Linked DNA regions of Mus musculus: regions 1, 2, 3, 4, 6 and 7 are each linked to region 5. The links are chromatin contacts, called in public HiCAR-type and promoter capture Hi-C maps. All regions are on one chromosome and are shown on one strand. Each heading gives the region's core, a stretch centred on a gene start, on an enhancer-like site or on the middle of the called end of the contact. The rest is flanking DNA. Distances are from core to core; before and after follow the strand shown.

Evidence for each region. Promoter capture Hi-C pulls out the DNA fragments that hold promoters and counts their contacts. HiCAR-type assays count read pairs that join an accessible place to other places. Capture Hi-C pulls out chosen DNA fragments and counts their contacts.
Region 1: a contact with region 5 is called in a promoter capture Hi-C map of pre-B cells, with 6 times the contacts expected there. The contact joins the promoter of Gpalpp1 here to the promoter of Esd in region 5. A contact is called at or near these places in 3 of 39 promoter capture datasets (liver and pre-B cells).
Region 2: a contact with region 5 is called in a promoter capture Hi-C map of hippocampal neurons, with 4 times the contacts expected there. The contact joins the promoter of Itm2b here to the promoter of Esd in region 5. A contact is called at or near these places in 5 of 39 promoter capture datasets (cranial neural crest, embryonic stem cells, hippocampal neurons and 2 more), 1 of 484 Hi-C or Micro-C datasets (liver), 7 of 115 datasets of contacts at active chromatin or transcription factors (the NIH/3T3 cell line, astrocytes, bone marrow-derived macrophages and 4 more) and 2 of 9 other capture datasets (embryonic stem cells and liver).
Region 3: a HiCAR-type map of astrocytes shows a contact between it and region 5, with 8 times the contacts expected there. The contact joins the promoter of Sucla2 here to the promoter of Esd in region 5. A contact is called at or near these places in 16 of 39 promoter capture datasets (the 3T3-L1 cell line, 3T3-L1-derived adipocytes, the C10 cell line and 9 more), 17 of 115 datasets of contacts at active chromatin or transcription factors (the 230-238 cell line, the NIH/3T3 cell line, astrocytes and 11 more) and 2 of 9 other capture datasets (liver and macrophages).
Region 4: a promoter capture Hi-C map of embryonic stem cells shows a contact between it and region 5, with 6 times the contacts expected there. The contact joins the enhancer-like site here to the promoter of Esd in region 5. A contact is called at or near these places in 7 of 39 promoter capture datasets (3T3-L1-derived adipocytes, HPC-7-derived erythroid cells, cranial neural crest and 4 more), 2 of 115 datasets of contacts at active chromatin or transcription factors (large pre-B cells and stem cell-derived neural progenitor cells) and 1 of 9 other capture datasets (liver).
Region 6: a HiCAR-type map of astrocytes shows a contact between it and region 5, with 4 times the contacts expected there. The contact joins the promoter of Rcbtb2 here to the promoter of Esd in region 5. A contact is called at or near these places in 1 of 39 promoter capture datasets (liver) and 2 of 115 datasets of contacts at active chromatin or transcription factors (astrocytes and stem cell-derived neural progenitor cells).
Region 7: a promoter capture Hi-C map of liver shows a contact between it and region 5, with 2.8 times the contacts expected there. The contact joins the promoter of Gtf2f2 here to the promoter of Esd in region 5. A contact is called at or near these places in 1 of 39 promoter capture datasets (neutrophils) and 1 of 9 other capture datasets (liver).

What each region holds. Positions count from the first base shown.
Region 1 is chr14:76,109,552-76,112,251 of GRCm38.p6, forward strand. It overlaps Gpalpp1 (GPALPP motifs containing 1), which reads right to left and starts at 1,264. Exons shown (of 8, transcript NM_026177.3): 1 at 1,066-1,264. The coding sequence starts at 1,153. Nufip1 (nuclear fragile X mental retardation protein interacting protein 1) reads left to right here and starts at 1,340. Exons shown (of 10, transcript NM_013745.5): 1 at 1,340-1,775; 2 at 2,373-2,446. The coding sequence starts at 1,382.
Region 2 is chr14:73,383,948-73,386,660 of GRCm38.p6, forward strand. Itm2b (integral membrane protein 2B) reads right to left here and starts at 1,342. Exons shown (of 6, transcript NM_008410.3): 1 at 1,063-1,342. The coding sequence starts at 1,179.
Region 3 is chr14:73,551,479-73,554,178 of GRCm38.p6, forward strand. It overlaps Sucla2 (succinate-Coenzyme A ligase, ADP-forming, beta subunit), which reads left to right and starts at 1,308. Exons shown (of 11, transcript NM_011506.4): 1 at 1,308-1,419. The coding sequence starts at 1,330.
Region 4 is chr14:73,312,372-73,315,071 of GRCm38.p6, forward strand. All of the region lies in intron 2 of Rb1 (RB transcriptional corepressor 1), which reads right to left. Among named protein-coding and RNA genes, the nearest start is that of Rb1, 12 kb to the right of the region's middle. Within about 2 kb of position 1,265, at least 44 of the 459 cell types and tissues checked have an H3K27ac peak or open chromatin away from gene starts, as enhancers often do. A contact at or near this core is called in embryonic stem cells, where this site is marked.
Region 5 is chr14:74,730,912-74,733,638 of GRCm38.p6, forward strand. Esd (esterase D/formylglutathione hydrolase) reads left to right here and starts at 1,386. Exons shown (of 9, transcript NM_016903.5): 1 at 1,386-1,477.
Region 6 is chr14:73,141,132-73,143,831 of GRCm38.p6, forward strand. It overlaps Rcbtb2 (regulator of chromosome condensation (RCC1) and BTB (POZ) domain containing protein 2), which reads left to right and starts at 1,379. Exons shown (of 15, transcript NM_001170694.1): 1 at 1,379-1,462.
Region 7 is chr14:76,009,445-76,012,144 of GRCm38.p6, forward strand. It overlaps Gtf2f2 (general transcription factor IIF, polypeptide 2), which reads right to left and starts at 1,421. Exons shown (of 8, transcript NM_026816.3): 1 at 1,236-1,421. The coding sequence starts at 1,301. It overlaps Gm36429 (a long non-coding RNA gene), which reads left to right and starts at 1,302. Exons shown (of 2, transcript XR_383601.2): 1 at 1,302-1,639; 2 at 2,466-2,668.

The DNA.
Region 1 (2,700 bases), core at 14-2,513, 1.4 Mb after region 5:
GCATAGTGGCACTCTTTGTAAGAGTTAAAAACAAAAACAAAACCAGAATCTACCCAAATGTCTGTTACCTGTACAATAGGTAAAGAAATTGCAGGGGATTTACCAAATTGAATTCACTCATACTTCTTCAACCTAACTGGGTAGAAATTTCCTTCCTAAAACAAAGAATAAAGGGAATTTTTAAAAATAACGGCACTAGAAATAAGATCTGGAAGGAAGAATCTGCCGGAGACATAGTCTCTGGGTAGCCAGAAAAACAAAGTCAGATCAACATTCTGTCAGTTTTGTTCTTTCCCAAGTAGAGTCAGCGCCGGCCTTCAAACTGGAACAAACACTAAAGCCGGAAAAGCATGAAAGAGTGTGCGAGGTATTGATGTGGCATAGATGCATGTTAAGGTTGCAAGACACAGTGAATTGGTGGAGACTGAGATATCCACAAATTAGTTGAACAGAATGTGTTAAATATTAGCGTAACTGGGGAGAGGAAAACCCGGAGGAAGACGTGACAATGCTCGGGAAGGTGACGCTTAAACTGGTATATGAAGGACGTTTTGTCAGGCATTTAAGTACAACCATAGCACCCCCAAAAGTCTATCGTCAAAGCATAAACTCGAACTGTGTGGGCACTGGGCTGCTGTGTAAGATGGAATGATAGAATGAGGTCGGGAAGTCAGGCCGGGGAGGAGAGAGGCACAGGATCTTTGGCAAGAGTCTTGTAAATCTGAAGATATAGAGATACTAGGTTCTAACTTGGGCTTCATCACGGACTAGCTGCGTGTCTTAGGCACCGATTCATCAGCCGCTGTCATCATTTGTAACACATGCACCATCCATCATCTTTTCTTATACAGTTGATGGAAGGGTTAAACAGACGACCGGACGAAGATTGATCAGTTAGCACAGTCCTATTCGTAATAATAGCAAATTGGGACTGTATAGTCATTTTAACGATGATCGGGTCCCAAACACTCAGGCGTTGCCCAGCTTTTCCCCCAGGGCGGACCGCGCCCACTCCACGGTGGTCGCCAGTCCTTCCCGGGAGTGCAGACGCCCGCTGCTGCTTACCCGGGCTCGGGTCCCGTTCCTCGTCCTCAACTGTCGCGTGCTCCTTGAAGCCTGGCGGCAGTGCCGGCCCGATCAGGTCCCTAGCCATTCGCTGCGACGCACAGTCGCTCAAAGCCCAAGCCAACCTGCACACGCAGTTTAGCTAAACCCAGGCTGGACGGTGTAGACCAGGATTTGCTGCAAGGCCCGAAGGTTTTTCCGGCTTTGTCTGATGACGTAAGCCCGCGATGGGCTCATTGGCCAGATTACTGTAACGGAAGTGACGCTTAATGATAGTTCCACAGTTGCACTTTGGGCTCGCTGCTTGCTAGGTGGCATGGCTGAACCGGCACCCGCCGTGTGGCCTTCGGCCCCGGATCTGACTCCCGCGCCCGGGACTCCGAGCGAAGCTGCGCCGCCGCGGGACAACTGGGTGTACTGGGCCATGCTGCCGCCGCCACCACCTCCTCTGTCGTCCCCAGTGGCGGGCTCGGAGCAGAGCCGGAAGGGACAGCCTCACGTGCTGCCCCAGCCTCCCTCCGGAGCGCTTCCACCGTTCGATGCTCAGATTCTTCCCGCGGCGCAGCCTCCTTTCGATGCCCAGGCTCCGCCCGATGCTCAATCTCAGTTCAGCGGCCAGCAGGCCTGGAATTTGCAAGCCTCCACGCCTTGGTACTGGGGATTGTCTCCTAATGGTTTTTCCACGTACCACACGTCTTACCAATCTCCGGGTAAGCTGCAGTTCCTAGTGGCCCTACTTTACTTTCTCTTTCTTTCCTCTCCCAGCTTTCTCTTTTTATCTCTCAGCTTTGCGCTGTAGTTTTGGAGGCTGGTAATGAGTATTCAAAATGTGTCTCACTAGGTTTCCTGCCACCTGCTCATCCAAAATTTTATTAATTTAACCCAACTATAAAACTGGGGACTACTTGCATAGCAGTAAACAAAACATACAAAAATCCATACCTTTTGAGAGCTTCCTATCCCCTCAGTGTAGGAAGACGCGATACAGGAGATAAAACTAGGTATTAGGAAGTAATGATTGTATGTATGCATTAGAAAAGGATTGATTGGGGGGGAGGTGGAGAAATGGGTTGGCGATGAGACTCTATTGCTCTTGCAGAGGACCAAAGCTCGGTTCTCAACATCCACACTGGGCTCTCAACTGCCTGTAACTCCAGCCTCAGAGGAGCCGATAGCTTTCTTCTGGCCTCCAAGAGTACCTGCACTCCATGCTACCTACACAGTTTTTGTTTTTAATCTAAGAAAAAAATGATCAATAAACAATTGTACCTTTGCAATCTTAAATGAAACCCTCTTTTCTTTTTTAGTTACACATTCTTATTTTCCACGATCACATGATGCAAAATTCAATTTGCCTCAAAACAGAAAACAGAAAACGAAGGTAATTCCAAGATGATAAATGTGGCCTTTTGAACTTGAATGTTACTGCTCTATATATTAAGTTGTAACTGTCAGTGTTTCACATCTGTGGTGGACATGGAGAGCTTTACTTGGGTAGTATGTTTAAGGAACTTAATTATAAGTAAAATGTTGAAACAAAATAGTATTGAAAAATAAATGATGAAATTATAGGAAAAGAAAGAACATTAAAACCGTCTTGGTGCCAGGCGGTGGTGGCTCACACCTTTAATCCCA
Region 2 (2,713 bases), core at 92-2,591, 1.3 Mb before region 5:
CGTTTCCAGAAAACATGTCCAAACAGCCCAGACTGCTATTATATATCCAAAAATTTTATAGGGTATTAGTGGCCTGTTTCTTTACAGTAATTTTCATTAGATCATTAAAAAACAAACAAACAAAAACAAAAACTCTCCTTACTACTTGTACCATGGACACAAACGACTGATTTTAAGTCAAAACTAAAATTACCCAAGTGACAATAGGTATTAAAAAGTGTTAGTGAAAAACGAAGCAGCACCCGCTGTTAGTATTCATAGGTATCAAATGTCAGAAGCCCTAAAAAGGCAAAAAGAAAACTTAGGCAAAAATTATATTTATATTTAAAAGAATATTACTGTACATCACTTTTAAAAATTGAATCCAGTGACAGCATCACTCAGTGCTAACCGGGGATGTGGTAACACAAAGGTTACCTATTTTGTAGGGATGGGAGCAAATTCCTATGTTTTGGTTCCAGTTTCACTTATTCAGAAGTACCCACAAAGAGGCTGATAAAAGTCAACTGTTGGGTTACATGGGAACAGCCACAATAGCAATTACTTTCACCTGGAATATTTGTTACAATAATAAAATCACCAGCCAGAAACTACTCCCAGTATACTGTTGTCTTCTCTCTCCAGACCCCAAGGTGTTCACCTGCCAACACCGAAGGCCATTTGTAGGCAAGGGAGTTTGTAAAAGAAAAGGGCTTTTAAAAAATGAAGATGCTTACAGTTGCTGGACTTAGTCCAAGTGCTGTTCAGCCTAGAAACGAAAGTAGGAAACAACAGAGGTTTAGGCTTGTTATGATGTCAGCCATTTTAGGCACAGTATTTATACTGGAAAAAAAGTGCCAAACTCGGTGGTGGCGGTGCCTGTCGCTGCAGGTTCCCGGGCTACCAAGCCAAGTGCAAAGCCGCGGGACCTCGTACACCTGTGCAACTGTCCCCTCGGGGGTCGCCAGGGCCAGGACCCCGCCCCGCTCGCTGCACACACACACACCACGGTACCCGGGAGCGGAGGACCGTCCGGGAAACCGTCCCCGCCGCCGGGACCCCGCCCGCGACCCCAGCCAGGACCTTGCAATCCACCGCCACGGCATCCGGAGGGACGATGAGCGCCTCCTCGCTGCTCTTGGGCTCGTCCTTCTTGGCCTCCTTCTGGGCCAGCGCCGAGTTGAACGTCACCTTCACCATGGTGCGGCCTGGGGCGCCCTAGGCGGCGACGGCGAAGGCTGGGGTCGCGGCTGGCAGGATCCCGGCTGCGAAGGCAGCCTTGTCGGCCGAGCTCAGGGCACGACTCTGCAGCGGAGGAGCGGACTGCGCGACAGCAGCAGCGGCTCAGTGCAGCGCGGTTTCCGGCCTCGCAGCTGGGGCGCGGGCGCAGGGCGGGGGCCCGGAGGGGCGGGGCCTTGAGCGGGGCGGGGCCTGGCTTCACGCCAGACCCTCCCTGGTTCCCCCCACCCCCACCCAGGACTCAGCGGGAATCTGGCCAGGCTTTGTGGAGGGCGCGCCTGGTTGAGCTAGGACTTGTTGCCCCTCTGGGCTGCCTGGATTTTCCGGTTCTGAATTTGCTTCCAACTAGTTCTCCTCAGGGGCCCAGTGTTGCAAGTTGATAAGAAAATGGGGTGAACTCTGTCGGTTGGCTACGTAGGATAAGTTAACTTCTGGTAGCACCAAATTCTCTTTGATTGTGAGCCCAAAGGCCATGGAATTTTTGTGTGAGAAAAACAAACAAACAAACCCAAAAGCTCCGTTTAATCATTTATTAGTAAGCGACTTAGTAGAGCATAGGAATATTTGAAGCACTGTGTCCTAGTGTCCTGGTGATCTGACTTATCTCCCACAGACCTCACCCTAAGGTGTTGCCTGGTTGACTAAGCTGGTCTTTTCTTCCTCCCTCAGAGGTCAGTTCCTGCCCAGCCTAATCTCAAGCCAATGACCAGGAACCCTCTTCATCCATTTGTATTCCTAAAATTCTAAACTGGTAAAACAAAATGTACCAACCGAGCTCATTTGTATAAGCAAGCCAAAACAAAACAAAACAAAAAACCATATTTGCCTTAGGCCAATCTGTGATTTGTGACAACGTACTTAGGACAAGTTCTTATTTTTCTTCAAAATAAAAAATTCTCCTTTTTTGAAGAGGTTTTTGCTTCTGGTTGACAGAAGACATTGGCCCACACACTGGGTTTACAGCCATGTCTCCAGATGGTCCTTTGGTCAAATGACTGATCCTGTAGCCTTCTCCATATCCTCTCCTTGTCCACCTACAGGAGTGTCTGTTGGCCAGAAGGATTCTGCTGTGTGAGCTCTGGCCTAGGCCAACCTTGAAGACAGCAGTTGAGACCAGAGTTCTTGAGCCCCTGGCTCTATTCAAGGAGGGAATTATCTTTATTTCTTTTTATTTTTAAATATTTAATTTTTATGCCTATGATTTTTTTTTTTTTTTTTTTTTTTTTTTTTTGCCTACATGTACCTGTGCCTAAGGAAGTCAGAAAAATGAGTCAAGTCCCGTGGAACTGGGGTTACAAATGGTTGAGAACCGCCATGCGGTTGCTGGGAACCAAGCCTTGGGTCTTCTGGAAGAGCAACAAATGCTTTTAACTGCCGAGCCGTCTCTCCATTCCCATATTTCTATTTTTGCCTCTGGGACTGAGTAGGACTCCGTTTCATGAAAGAGAAGGTGAGGGGGTGGATGGTTTTATAAATAGAGAAAAAAAAAGTAAGC
Region 3 (2,700 bases), core at 58-2,557, 1.2 Mb before region 5:
TTCGACTTTTGTTTCTTAATTCTGCAGGCTTCACTTTCCTGTCTCTTCTTTGATGGCTGAACACGTTTCATTTGGCTTGCTTACAGGAACACAGGCTACGCCACTGAATGAATGCACTCCAATGCCAACCATTAACTTTCAACCAATCCTCAAGGAGGGGGGAGGCCTCATGAGACCATTACCCCCTCCATGAAAGGATGCTGCTGATGGGTTTCACGGCTAGTGGGGTATCTCCCCCCCCCCTGTGAGTTGTAGAGTAGTCTGGAGTTCTTTAACTTCTCATTGTAGCTTCCATTGGGATGGGATTGCAGGCATAAACTATCAGGCATGCCTTGGGGTGGGTATATTTTAAAGTTAGCATACAACTCATAGGCTTTCTTACAACTCATAGGCTTTCTTACACCATTTTTATAGTAGTTTTGGTTGATCCCTTCCTTCTTTCCCTCACCGCCCTGTTCCTTCTTACATGAGTCTTATTAGTTACTGTGCCTTCACACAAACATATTATTGTGTCTTCTCATGGGGCCCTCTATAGTTTCTGGCCTCTAATCCTTGCTCACACATAAATACATACATATAAAAATTTAAAGATAGCATATTTAAATTTGAGAGAACATGTAATAGGTCTTTCTGGGTCCTGGGTTACCCCATCTTTTTCAGTTCAAATGTGATAGTATTTTCTTTTCTTTTCTTTTAATATGTATGCATTGTTGGATATATGTATGTGCACGTGTGTGCTGGTGCCCAGGGAGGCCAGAAGAGAGTTTCAGAGCCCATACGCAGTGGTGAGCTGTCTGACATGAGGCTGGGAATTCAGCTGAGTGCCACAGCCGTACCAGCTCCAAACTACTAAGCCATCTCTCTAGCTCTCTCAAACACTTTGTTAGGAGTGTTTTCAGTATGGGCGGCTTCAGTAACTAGTGAGTAACAGTCTTTTGAGTATCAGTGGCACTGTCTTTATTATTTTGTGTTATGTTTTATTTTAGTATCTATTGTATCCTAAAGGCTCAACGCATACATTCGCTTTCCCTAAGTAACCCCATTTCACTTGTGAGGCCACTAGGGCTCAGAGAAGGTAAGAAGACTGAAGTAGCAGCGTCACAGTTCTCTAGGAAGCGTTCTGATGGCCCCTTGTCCACATGTCACTGAGGTCAAAGTTCTGAAGGCCAAAGTTTGCTTTGTGCCTGCCAAACCCGGCTCCTCCGGCAGCGACGGGGTTAACGCGAGGCCCCGCCCCCGAGGATTGTCCTTGTCTCGGGCCGGGAGCGCCCCGAGAGCAACTGCGTCTCTGCGCCTGCGCGGTGCCCAGGGGACGGGTCGGACTCAGAAATGGCGGCGTCCATGTTCTACGGCCGGCAGTTGGCCGCGGCCGCCCTGAGGAGCCACCGGCCGCAGACTACGCTGCGAGCCGCCGCCCAGGTAAGCTCGCCCTGTTCGCTTTGGCCGCGGGGGTCGGCGGGCAAGGCTCAGGGGCGCGGCCCAGCTCCGGGGCTCTCAGCGGCGCTGGCACGGCCGGGATGCCCTGCTCTGCACAGAGGCTGCGGGCCAGGGCTGCGAGCTGGCGCTCGGGGCAGCTGGGCTCGGCTCCGTCCCCCGGCCGCTGGAGGCCCGGCAGGGCGGCCTGGCAGTCGGCCTCACCTGCGGGAGCCTGCCGGAGCGATCCCAGAGGGGACGGGGGCTGTCCTTGCCCGGGGCCAACGCTTCCGGACCCCCTTTGGGTAAGGGGATGCCCTTCAAGTGTACTTTGAGGTCCAGCAAACTGTCGTAGGTGGGAAGGACTTAGGAACACCAGCAGAGCTGATCTATCAGTCAGTCCTGGTAGTGAGTACTGATAACGAGTTCTTCAGTTTCCCAGCTGATTAGATGGGAGAGTAAGGATTAGATGGGAGAGTAAATCTTTTAGAGGATTTCACTTCTGGACAGACTCTAGTACCTATTTTGCTGCTTTGTTTCTCGACATTTAGGGAGTGTCAGATGTTGTCCTAAGGTCATTAGGCTTGTCAACAGCACAGGGGTTGTCATTAAGGCCAGTAACCATTGATGACGATCTGATGATGGCTCAGAGAAGTACTTTGGCCTAGGAGACATAGCAGTCTGAGACAGAACTGAGGTTTAGTTCCACAAGGGTCCATTTCTGAAGCTGTGTGCTTGTTGTGTCTGTTCTACAGCATTCAAACACAAAAAGTGGGTACTGGGAATGCAGTTTATTTGGTAGAGGGCCTGCCTGGCATGTAGGAAGTCCTGGGTTCTATCCCCAGCATCCTTGTAACCTTAGCACTTAAGGTGGAGGCAAGAGAATGAGATATTCAAGGTCATCTTTTACATACATAGTTCAAGGCCAGCCAAGGCTTGTCACTAAATAACAAAGACAAACCAATTAAACAACAACAAGCCCCAAACAAATTGGCCCTCAGTGTTAGTACCTTAAAACTTCAAGAGCGGGATTAGCTTTCTAAGATAGAGTTTTGGTTATGTTTTGAAGTAACTAGACACATCATAGGTGGATAGATTTAGCCCCCTCCCTTCCTTAAATAATGCTGCCAAGTTTTAAGAGGATAAGGATTTAGTGAACAAATAGGATTTTATTCTAATAGTTTTTAATCTATTTGAAAATTCCTTTAAGAGAGATGCCTTTGCATCTATGGGATGCTTGATAAATTGTCTTTATTTCAGCTCTTTCTCTTTTACCATAGCATTAAG
Region 4 (2,700 bases), core at 15-2,514, 1.4 Mb before region 5:
GGATCATTTGAGATGGGAGGGTCACACTTTCTAGTGACAGCCCACATAAAAGGACATGGAACAGTAAGTTTTGGGGTTTGCCCACTTGCCCTCATTCATCCTGGCAAGTTGAAACATGTATCCTCATGGACTAAACAACTACCAGGTTCAGCCTTTCCTTTGAGAGACAGCCATTGCTGGACTAACCGTTAACAAATAAAACAAAACCTGGATGACAGTATGCGTGCTTACAGCATGGTTTATTAAATAGTAGACGCCTGCTGTTAAAATCTGAAGACCTACAGATGAGAAGAGAAAAATCTTTAAAAATATTTTTGCTTAACTGAAAATGTACTTGACCACCCTAGGGCTCTAAAAGAGATGTACCAGGTAATATTGTTTTCATGCCCACTGGATTAAAATTCCATCAGCAGTATAAATCAAGGAATAATTCTGACTTCTAAATCAAAATTTAAGAAACATTATGTAAGTCTATAGCTGCCATAGATATTGAACTCTTGAACACATCCACCTGAACCCAGACTGAAGTTGCTTTACCTCCTTTTAACTATGTGTGTGTATGTGTGCTCATCCACGTATGCATGTACGAAGGCCAGAGATGGACACTGGATCTCTTCCTCTGTCACCTCTACCTTATTCTTCTGAGACCTGTTCTCCCGCTGAGCCTGGAGCTGGCCATTTAGATTAGGCTGGCTGACTACCAAGACCCCAGGATTCATCTGTTTCTGTCTCTCAATTCTGGGGTTACACATAAGTGTTGCAGCTGTGTCAGGAGTTAGGTAGGCAGGTGTAAAGGAGACAACTGAATTCTCACATTTGTACAGCAAACAATTTACCCACTGAGCCATCGAGATGGTTTGTCTTTTAAGTACTAATCAAGTGCCAATTAAAATGGAATTTCTGATTGAATTTGTTCTTGTAACCATTTCATACACGTGGGTAGTGTACTCTGGCTATTTTCATCCTCCCCTTCTCATTTCCCTCCGACATCCAGTACACACTCCCTCCTGGCCAGTCCCCTTCTCACACTCAGGCCCTTCTGTTTTGTTTTGTAACCCAGCGTTTAACAAGGGATGCCAGTGCAACCTGAGTTTGCTACCATTCACTGGAGCACGGTGAACTCATCACGAGTACACAACTGAAGACAGTGTCGGCCCCTCCCCAAAAATCCATCAGTAGCTCATATTTCAGCAGGGAGGGGTAAGGCCAAATGGGCCTCTCACCGATCTATGACTGACTGTTGACAAGCCCAGGCCTGTGCAGGCACACTGATGGCAGCTGCTGCCACTGTGAGATCATGATTGCATTGGCTGTGTCATGCCCACAAGGTAGTCTTTCAGGATAAGATAGAATTTTGGTTTTTTGTTTTGTTTCTTTTAAAGAACAAAAACTATGTAGAGTTTGACTCAATAAATTACCTTGCATATATTTAATATGTGTTAACTTATTTATATTCACAATGATTCCAAGATCTGGAAATTACTGATAGCCCATTTTACGAATGAGAAAACCAAGGACTGGACATTTAAGGTCATTTGCTCAAGAGTGTGGCGTCACCACATGCTTTATTTCAGACTTGAAACAGCTCATTCTGACTAGAAATCTTAACCCATCCTCTCTCAATAAACACCATCCACTTTCAAATGCCAAAAAGGGTTCCCCCAAGTTACGACATTTCTCTTGTTTCAGAGAACAGACAACTGGGACCACAACAGCTGCTTTGCAAACAGGTTCATTCTGTCTTTGCATTTGCTTCTCTGAACACATTCCATCATTCTTAGGCCAACTCTCAACATTAAACACTCGCATATTGTAAAGAAAGGGTTTGTTGAATTACAGCAGGACAAAAGAATAGTCTTCCACACCCTTCAAAATGTATCAAGTCCTAAAAGTAACACAAAGTCCTCTATTGTCCTCTTCCCCCACACAACCAGGAATAATTCATATATTCTAATTCCTATCATGACCTCCACTAGGAAGTAATATTTTAAATTATGCAGTCCTACGGAAAGGTAGGAACAAAGCCAGGAAGAGAAGGGGGTAAGGCAAGAAAGCAGTCACATTTATTTGTATATATTTAATTCTACAGCCCAAAATGGTTTCTGCTACTAATCGAACCTTTATACACTGCTGATGGGAATGTGAACTGGCCGAGCCAGCCTTACCATATGATATACCCATTCCCAGATAGACACCCAAAGGACACAAAGTCAGTATACTACAGATACCCCTGCACATCCATGTTTACAGAAGCACTGGTCACAGTGGCTGTAATATGTTATCAGTCTATATGTCTGTCAACAGATAAATGGATAAAGAAATGGTATGCATACACAGCAGAGTTTTAGTTAACAAAATCATGTTGTTTGCTGGAAACTGAGTCATCAGATAAAGAAAATTAAGTCAGACTTAGAACTATAAATATCTTATATTTTCCCTCATTTGTGGATCCTAGATTTTACATACACACAGAAAGCTACTTGTTTATATATACTTAATGAGAGATCAGAAAGCTGACTAGGACAGTAAAAGAAACCAATGCAAGAGGGGAGCAGGCAGAGGGAGGAAGGGAGAATAGTGAGGGTTGAACAGTCTCAAAGAATATGACAGACTTGAGATACATTATTTTTATGAAACCCATTACCATATAATGAATATATAGCAATTATAAAACAAAGGCTGGCCAGCAAGGTGTCTCAG
Region 5 (2,727 bases), core at 136-2,635:
TGTACCTTAAAGAGATCAAGATACTAATTGAACACCCTTTAAACTTTGTTCAAGCATTTAACAATTAGAAAGAATTTGCAGACTTGGGTAATCTTTCATAACTTCAGTTGTGAAACTCAGTTTGAAAAAAAATTACCTTTCCAATAAATTACATTTAAAAGTAGTTAGCTTGGGAGTGATAGAGTATACCTTTAATCCCAGCATTCGGGAGACAAAGGTAGGGGGATTTCTGAGTTCAAGACCAGCCGGTCTACGTAGTAAGTTCCAGGCTAGCCAGAATTACATTTAAGACTCTGTTAATAATAATAATTTTAAGAATTTACCTTAATGCTTTCTCAAAATAACATTCTTTGGTTAACCATTAAACAGGTACACAAATGCCTGCCACATGACACAGAAAAGCAACGTTCTGCGTGGCAGCTCATCCACACAGGTTATATTCCACTGAGCTCAGCTCACCTACTTGTTTTTTAGCCTGACTAGCCACATAACTTGCAAGTCCCCCAGCAAAACTAAGATGGAGAGCCTATACACACAGAGCAGGCACTGGGTCCTTCTGACAGTTTGTTGCAAATGCACAGGCTGCGTGATTATTAAACCAGACAATCTTACAGGTTATACATAGTATCCACAACCTAGCAGCCTAAATACTGGTTTTAAAAACTGCTTGTAATATTTAATTTTCTGAACAAAGTACACTTGCTGGTTAAATTGGATGAAGTTGAGAACTGCTGTAAATGATTAACCAGAAACCCTGACACAGTTCAACTTTTATTGAGGGAAGAGGGGAGAAAAAAATGGACATTGAAAAGAGTTAATGAATGTGTCCTCCTCCTAGAAGCTCCAAATCAAGCAGGTGCAGAGTAGATGTGGAATGAGGGTGGAAATGTGAAATTTCTGCTCAGGTTTCCAAACAACTGCAGAGTTCCACACAAGCCCTTTCCACAAGTTAACTGGGAGAGGCCAGCTGGTGTACTAGAGCCTCATTCTCTTGTTGCCTTCTGGGAGCATCTGAAGCAAGTTACAGAGGTCTAGAGGTCCAGTGTCATGACAGACACACTTTTGGCTCATCCTGACACACCGCGGAAACAGGAACCCGGCGAAAAGTCTCTTGGGAATGGCCTTGTAGGGGAGGGTCGGGGTCCGGGAACTCCTAGTCTCCCTTGGGGTGTATCCATAGGGCAGGTCTGCTAGGAGAGTGCGCGCCCTGGGGGCGGTGTCTCAGAATGGGAGCAGCTCAGGAGGGAGGGCTGGGGAGGAGAGGGGCAGAGAAAGGGAGGGACTTGAGGGCGGGGCCGTGAGAGGGGACCAGAGTAAGCGGCCAAAGGAGGGGACGGGCCCAAAGGGAGGAGCCTCTACGTGGGACCCGCCCCGGAGGCCGGGGCGGGACATATGGTGTGGGCGGAGCCAGAGGCAGTGCTCGGGGCGGAAGCCCCAACCTTCTTCCCTGGCGAGTTAGAAGCTGCCCCTCACCGAGGTAAGATGGAATGGGTCGTGAGTCCCAAGCATTCTCTACTACCTGGTTTTCGGGCGGCTGTGCGCGGACGCCTAGACCTGCGGTGGTGATAGCAGCGGGGAATGGTGACGATCTCTGCACCCTTCCCGCCGCGGTAAGGCAGGCCTCGTCCCGCAGGGCCTGCTAATCGCTTTAACTTCGGGGAGCTGGAAACAATGTGTGACCTGGGGCGCCAGGCTCGCTGGGATGCTCGGGTTGGTGGAGTGCCCGCCGGGACGGCATTTCGCCGAGCATTCCCGCGCGGAGCCCGGGGAACGCTTTCCCTCCGGGATCCCAGCCTGGGCTGCAGGCGACGCCACTAGGGCCCTGAGGTGTCTTGGGCAGCGCGCTCGAGGCCGTGCCCAGTGGTAAAAATTCAGGTGTAGGCGGCCGTCCATAGGTGATTTGTGGTTGAGTCGTCAGAAAGATGGCACTTATGTTATTTAAAATTAATAAAATTCACCATTTTTTATGTAGGCCATATTAGGCCTAATGGTCAGCAATCTATAGGCATTCTTTGAAAAGTTAAAGGAATGAAACCCCAGGCTTCTATAACAGTATTGTTTGTAGTGGGACATACTAGTAAGAAAGTAGACTAAGGTTTTAATTAGCTCTTAGCTATATATAATTGCTATGATGATACTGAGATTTTGTTTTATTTTGTTTTTGAGACATTGTAGTTCTGACTGTCCTGGAACTCACTTTGTATACCAGGCTGTTCTCGAACGCCTGGTTCTCCAGGGATTTAGGGCGCGTGCAACGAAACTTTTAAAGTTCAACTTTTGAGACATTTCAGATATAAGATAGGCTGTACAGGCAAGGATCTAAGTTTAATTTTAAATGTGTTGGGTTTTGCTATAGCGATGCGAAATAAATGCATAGCAGTTTGGCACTAATGCTTAAAATTTGAATATGAAAAGACAGATTTAGATTTTTCAGCCCAGAAGATGTGTTTGAAATTTAGGGACTATGAGTTAGGGGGAAAATATGTGACAAGAACTGGGAAAGGGGCGTGGGGTGGGGGAGTTGGGAACTAAGAATGAAATAGAGGGGGGGGGAGGCAGGACAGGCTTTGAGTAAAGAAATGGTGGTCAGGACTGTGAATTTATGCCTTCCCCAAAGCAGCAGAATATGCTTATTCATTGTGAAGCAGCAAAAGTGTGTTGCCATTGTCAAAGGTCTGTGACTAAGCCCTGACTAAGTCTGGAGGCAACTGTATCTTAACAAACAAC
Region 6 (2,700 bases), core at 129-2,628, 1.6 Mb before region 5:
GCCATTTGGTCTCAAAATACTTTTTGTGTGTATAATTGCGTCACCTAAAGCAACTGCTTCAATTTCAGGTCTCTTGGTCCATCGTCATCATATGCCATCCAGGGTACCATGGGGATGCAGCAACTGTATCCCTGTACTTCTTAGATATACTCTTGTTTGTTCGTTTTGTTTGTTTCTTCGTTTTGGATTTTTGAGACAGGGTTTCTCTGTGTAGCCCTGGCTGTCCTGGAGCTCACTTTGTAGACCAGGCTGGCCTCGAACTCAGAAATCCACCTGCCTCTGCCTCCCGAGTGCTGAGATTAAAGGCGTGCGTGTGCCACCACCCCGGGCTTAGATATACTCTTAAGAGGTTTATTATTGAGTGAATATAGCCACTTACTTTGAACAAAAGGACTGTTGAATTCTCTATCACTTTAAATGGCTAACCAAAACATGCCTACTTCTTTGACTTACTTATAAGACTAACTTTCTTACATTGTAACATATTTATACCACTGAAACAATCCCTGCATTGATCATGGTATTTGTTGTTGGATCCTATTTGATGACATTTTATTTAGGATTAAAACAATATGTCATCTTTGTCAGGTTTTATCAACATGCTTTGTGAGATATTAAACAGTAAAATGCTCTATTTTAAAGGCAAAGATTTTGGGCCCATAAATTATTACGTGACACACCAACCTCACACTTTTTTCTGGCCTTCCACATCTAGTCCTAACTTCATTTTCTTTTCTCTTTAAGCCCAGCCCATTGTTATAATAAGTTCACAGACTGTTGTTTAGCCTAAGCTGAACTTTCAGCCTCAGGAACCGTGAACTTGCTCAAGACAAAGAGGGGATCAAGCCCGCCTCTTCCAAAAAGCCCTTTGTGGATCCTGTGACCCAGCTTGCAGTTACACTGCTAAGGCCTTCATTATCTGACCCACTTTTTAAAGTCATTTGGAAAGAAACCACATGGTCAAGAGGTAAAAGAAGCCCTGTGGAATGAAGAGATGGATTTGAGTCATCTCTAATCATATGGCCCAAGGCAAATTACCCAAATCTCCATTGTCTTCCCCTAAACTGATGTGTGTGTATATATATATATATATAAACACATACATATATATGTGTATATATTTATTATATATAGCACAATGTTTTAATGTATGTATATAATGTGAGGGCAAAGATCAAGCAAGAGGAGGAGGGATGGAGGCTACGATGTTTGAGGCTAACTTGGGCTAATACAGAGCCCCTGTTTCAAAGCCATAACATTATCTCTTCTCTTAGGACTTTCTAGTGCACACTGCTCATAACTGTAGCCACTATGTAGCATAGCAGCCTTCTTTCTGAGCTTGCTCCTCCTAACTGAAATTTGATCACTAGCCCCACAGGCTCCCTTCTCCCTAGTCCCAGTAACCACCTCTCTACTTTCTGTTGGTGCGACTTGACTTTTTCAGTGCTCCTTAATGAGATCCGTAAGTATTTGTGCTGTATGTCTACTTTGCTTAACATCCTCCAGGTTCATTCCAGATCGTCCCAGGTGACAGGATTTCCTTCATTTTAAAGTCGGACAGCTCTCTGGGCCCTCAAACAAGAGACAATGAGGTGGGCCTCCTGGATGGAGTTGCTAAGACTGGACTAGCGCGCACAGAATGCAATTAGCCTCTTATTTCGCAGCAAGCAGGAAAACCAGCGCCTTTGAATGTAAGACCTAAAACCAGAGAGACACAGCTTCCCCGAAATCGGGGCACTAAGCTAGAAAGCGGGGTCCAGCACAGGGTCCCCAGAGAGGCCAGGGTCGCCGATCCCGGCCGAGGAGGGAGGCGGGGCGCAGCGCGCAGCCCCCTCCCTTCTCTTTGTCCCCTTCCCCTTCCCTCGCTCCCTTGAACTCTCTCCTCCTCCTCTGGTTTCTCTTCTCGCTCCCGCGGCCCCCTCCTCCCCGCACGGCTGAACTCGAGCTCAGCCCGCCAGGCCGGGCCGCTTCAGGGGGAGGCGCCAAGTGTCTGCTGTTCTTGGCCCCGGGCGAGCAGTCCCCGCTGCCGGGGAGCGGAAAGGACGCGCGGCGCGGAGGTAAGCCTGCGTGTGGGCGGCAGGCGCGGGTGGGCGGGCGAGTCCCGGGGGCGAAGGCCAGGCGGAGGCCTCACCCTGCGCCCGGCCCGGTGCGCAGCCGCTGCGGGGGCAGGGCGCAGCGCCAACCCACCCGGGCCGGGGCCCGGCGCGCACGCGCGAGCCCGTGGACCAGGTCGCTGGGGTAGCTCTGGGTTCACGTCCCTTCCCGGGCCCTGGGACCGCGTAGCGGTGCGCATGCGCGCAGGCCCAGCCCGGGGTCCGTTTTGTGCGTCGCCCCGAGGCCACGGCTGTGGGGTTCCCGCTTCCAGTTGGGGGAACCCCTGCCCCTGGTGTCTCCAACCCTCCCGTGCACGCGGCGCGAGCTAGCGGTGACGTTTCCAGGACTTTCCGCTCTTTCCCGCCCGCAGCCGCCTCGCCGACCCCATGGCGGCACACGCTTTAGGCCTTTGGTCCCCGAAGTGGAGGGATGGCTGGGAAGGCCTGGCTGTCCTAAGGGTTTTCAGTCCTTTGGGCGTTGCTGAGGCCGGAAGTGGAGGAGTTTAGAGGTGAAAAACTTTTCCCGATGCCCCTTCTTGGCGGCGATGGAACTTCCGCCTGAGTTGAAGCTAGGCTTCCAGCCGCCTTTTTGCCTTTCTTTACAAGG
Region 7 (2,700 bases), core at 171-2,670, 1.3 Mb after region 5:
CACCCAGAGGTGTGTTTCATTAATCGCCCGCCGATGAAACTGACAGGACTAACTCCTACCCACTTTAGTTTGTGTCTCTTTGACATACAGCCTTTTCTTTTTCTTTTTGGTTTTTCGAGACAGGGTTTCTCTGTATAGCTCTGGCTGTCCTGGAACTCACTCACCTGCCTCTCCCTCCCGAGTGCTGGAATTAAAGGCGTGTGCCTTTTCAATTTCTTATATTCATCACATATTGGAAAAGTAATATGTGCCAAACACTAATCAAAGTGCAAAGAAAGTGACTTGGGGGTAGGGGCATCAACAATAGATACAGACAGGTACAAAGGAGCACTAGAAACTGTTCAGGGGTTTGAAGAACTTAACATAGTCTGCTGTGCTGGCAAACGACGAGAGCTGTTTCAGAGAAAAGGACAGGAAGAAACACTTTGTCTTGATGAGAACTCAGCCATGGACTTAAAACACTCATTACAAAGATAAACCATTTAAAAAACAAGTTTGGGAAACTTTCATGATCCCATTTAAATATGGTTTTTCAGAATGAGATTCCCCACAGAGCCTCCCACCCCATATAAAAAAAAGTGACCCGAATAGATGGCGACCACTGGGGCAAACGAGGTCTGCCGCATGACCACTTAAAACATTTACTGCTGGTTGGTTTCATGAATCCTAAACTCGCTCTTTAAAAACACGAAGTCAACAACTTCTCTTTGAATTCAGAACTTCTAGGTCTTTCGAAGGCTCCAATTGAATTACCAACCCAGGCAACACTAGCCGTGTAAAGCGACAGGAGTCTACATGGCGAGTTCCAGGCTAGCCAAGTCTACACAGAGAGATTGTTTCAAAACAACAGAGTACACAGGGACCAGCTCCACTTTGTGGTCCAGAAAACTGTACGGAATATCTATTCAAGTAATTTATACACGTTCATAACTAAAGTTAACCTTACCAAAAAGAAAACCGCAAGGACTTTTCCGACCTGGGGTAAATGTACTGCCCACTCGGGGACCACCGGGTCAGGACTCCAGGAAGGCCAGGTCTTGGCGGTAAAGAGAGTTAGTTCCATGGTGGGCGGATGAAATTGAGAGACGGCCTGAAAGACGCCCTGTGTCCCCTAAAGTAACTTCTCCAACCTGCAAACGGACGCAACAGCGACCCGCTTCTCAGAACAGCGGTGGCCCGAGCAAGACGGACCCAGAACTTTCGGAAGCGCCCCGCGGGGCTCGCGTCTCACTCACCTTGACCAGCCACACGCCGGTGTTCTGTTTGGCGCCCGTCAGATCGAGTTCCCCGCGCTCCGCCATGAGCTTGTCGCGTGAGGAGGCGTGCAGTGCGCGCACAAGCAGTGGTCCCGGCGCTGAAAGGCAGAGAGCGACAGTCCAGAGCCGGCCAAGGGAGTAAGTAGACCGCGAAAAGCCGGCGTCGCACACAGCCCGGGAACCAGGAACTTAGATGAGAAGAACACGCCGCCGAATGAAGAACTGCGCCTGCGCACGACTACGTCAGGACAGCGCGCCGAGAGGGACAAACTTCCTGCTCCGGCAATTTCCTAGATGGGCGTGACTCCCGGCAACGTGCAATCTTGGGATTCGAGTGCTGGGAAAGGAAGAGCCTAATCCTGAACCGTGCGTTTACAGCAAAGGTGACAAAGTGGAAAGATTAAGGTTTAGACAGACAAAAGCTGTGTGTATTTATACCCAACCCTAGATAAAGAAGCTAGGCATTTTAAGGACAGACTTGGGGGTAAAAAAAGTCACTTTCTTGGCCCAATTAACATTGGCACAAGTGGGCACTAGAGTACAAGTGAGTATGCTGGACACATGCCTTTTCGAGGCATAAAAATCAATTCACACCGTGCAAGCAGCATACACTCTTTCAGACGCCGAAACCTGAATGCCATCTAATTGAGTTGGTAAGACCCACCATGTAAGAAACAGATCTGATTATCCAACTGCCCTGCTTAAACAGTTTCCGGTTGCAGGATATTGGATCACATTATGAGCCCTGAGATTGTGAACTGGAAGAATCTGTTAATAACTGTGGCTCAGCCTTTGATCCTAGAACTTTCTGTTTACTGTAAACAAGTATAGGTAGCCTGGCTCACCCCTACCTAGCGCGCACATTAATCCAAGAGCTAAATAAAGTCAACCCTAGATCAGGCGGCAGAGCAAGTAGCCAGCTGACAAGAGAGTGAACATGAGCAAGAGAAAGGAGAGAGTTTGAGGTGAAGGGTATTTAAGAGTGCATGAAGGAGAAGGGGCTTTTCCTTCTGAGAAGTCGGTGGAGTGGGAAGGTCAGCTGAGTACTTTTTCTGCCTCTCAGAGTTAGCAGGCTTTCACCGCAGCTTCTAGCTCCTGAGTCTTCATTTGGTAATTTCCTCCCCCACTTGCCTTTGGAATGAAATTCTACCCTGTGCTTCAACTGAGTCCTTTGGGTTTGATCCTTCCTATACTCTCTGTTCCACACAGGATTCCACACCAAGCCCATCCACCTGCTTGAAGACTCCAGGACCTTCCTCTTACCATTTCAGAGCCTCTTTCAAACCAATTCCTGTGCCTTAGATGCCCTGCTTTCCCTGATCTTTACACTGGCCCTGTCCTTTGGCAAACTTCTACTTATAAACACAGACAAGTGGAAATGAAATAAAGACCACACAGAAAAGAGAGTCCCCCTAGATAAAGTTCTGTTTCCCCATATGATAGT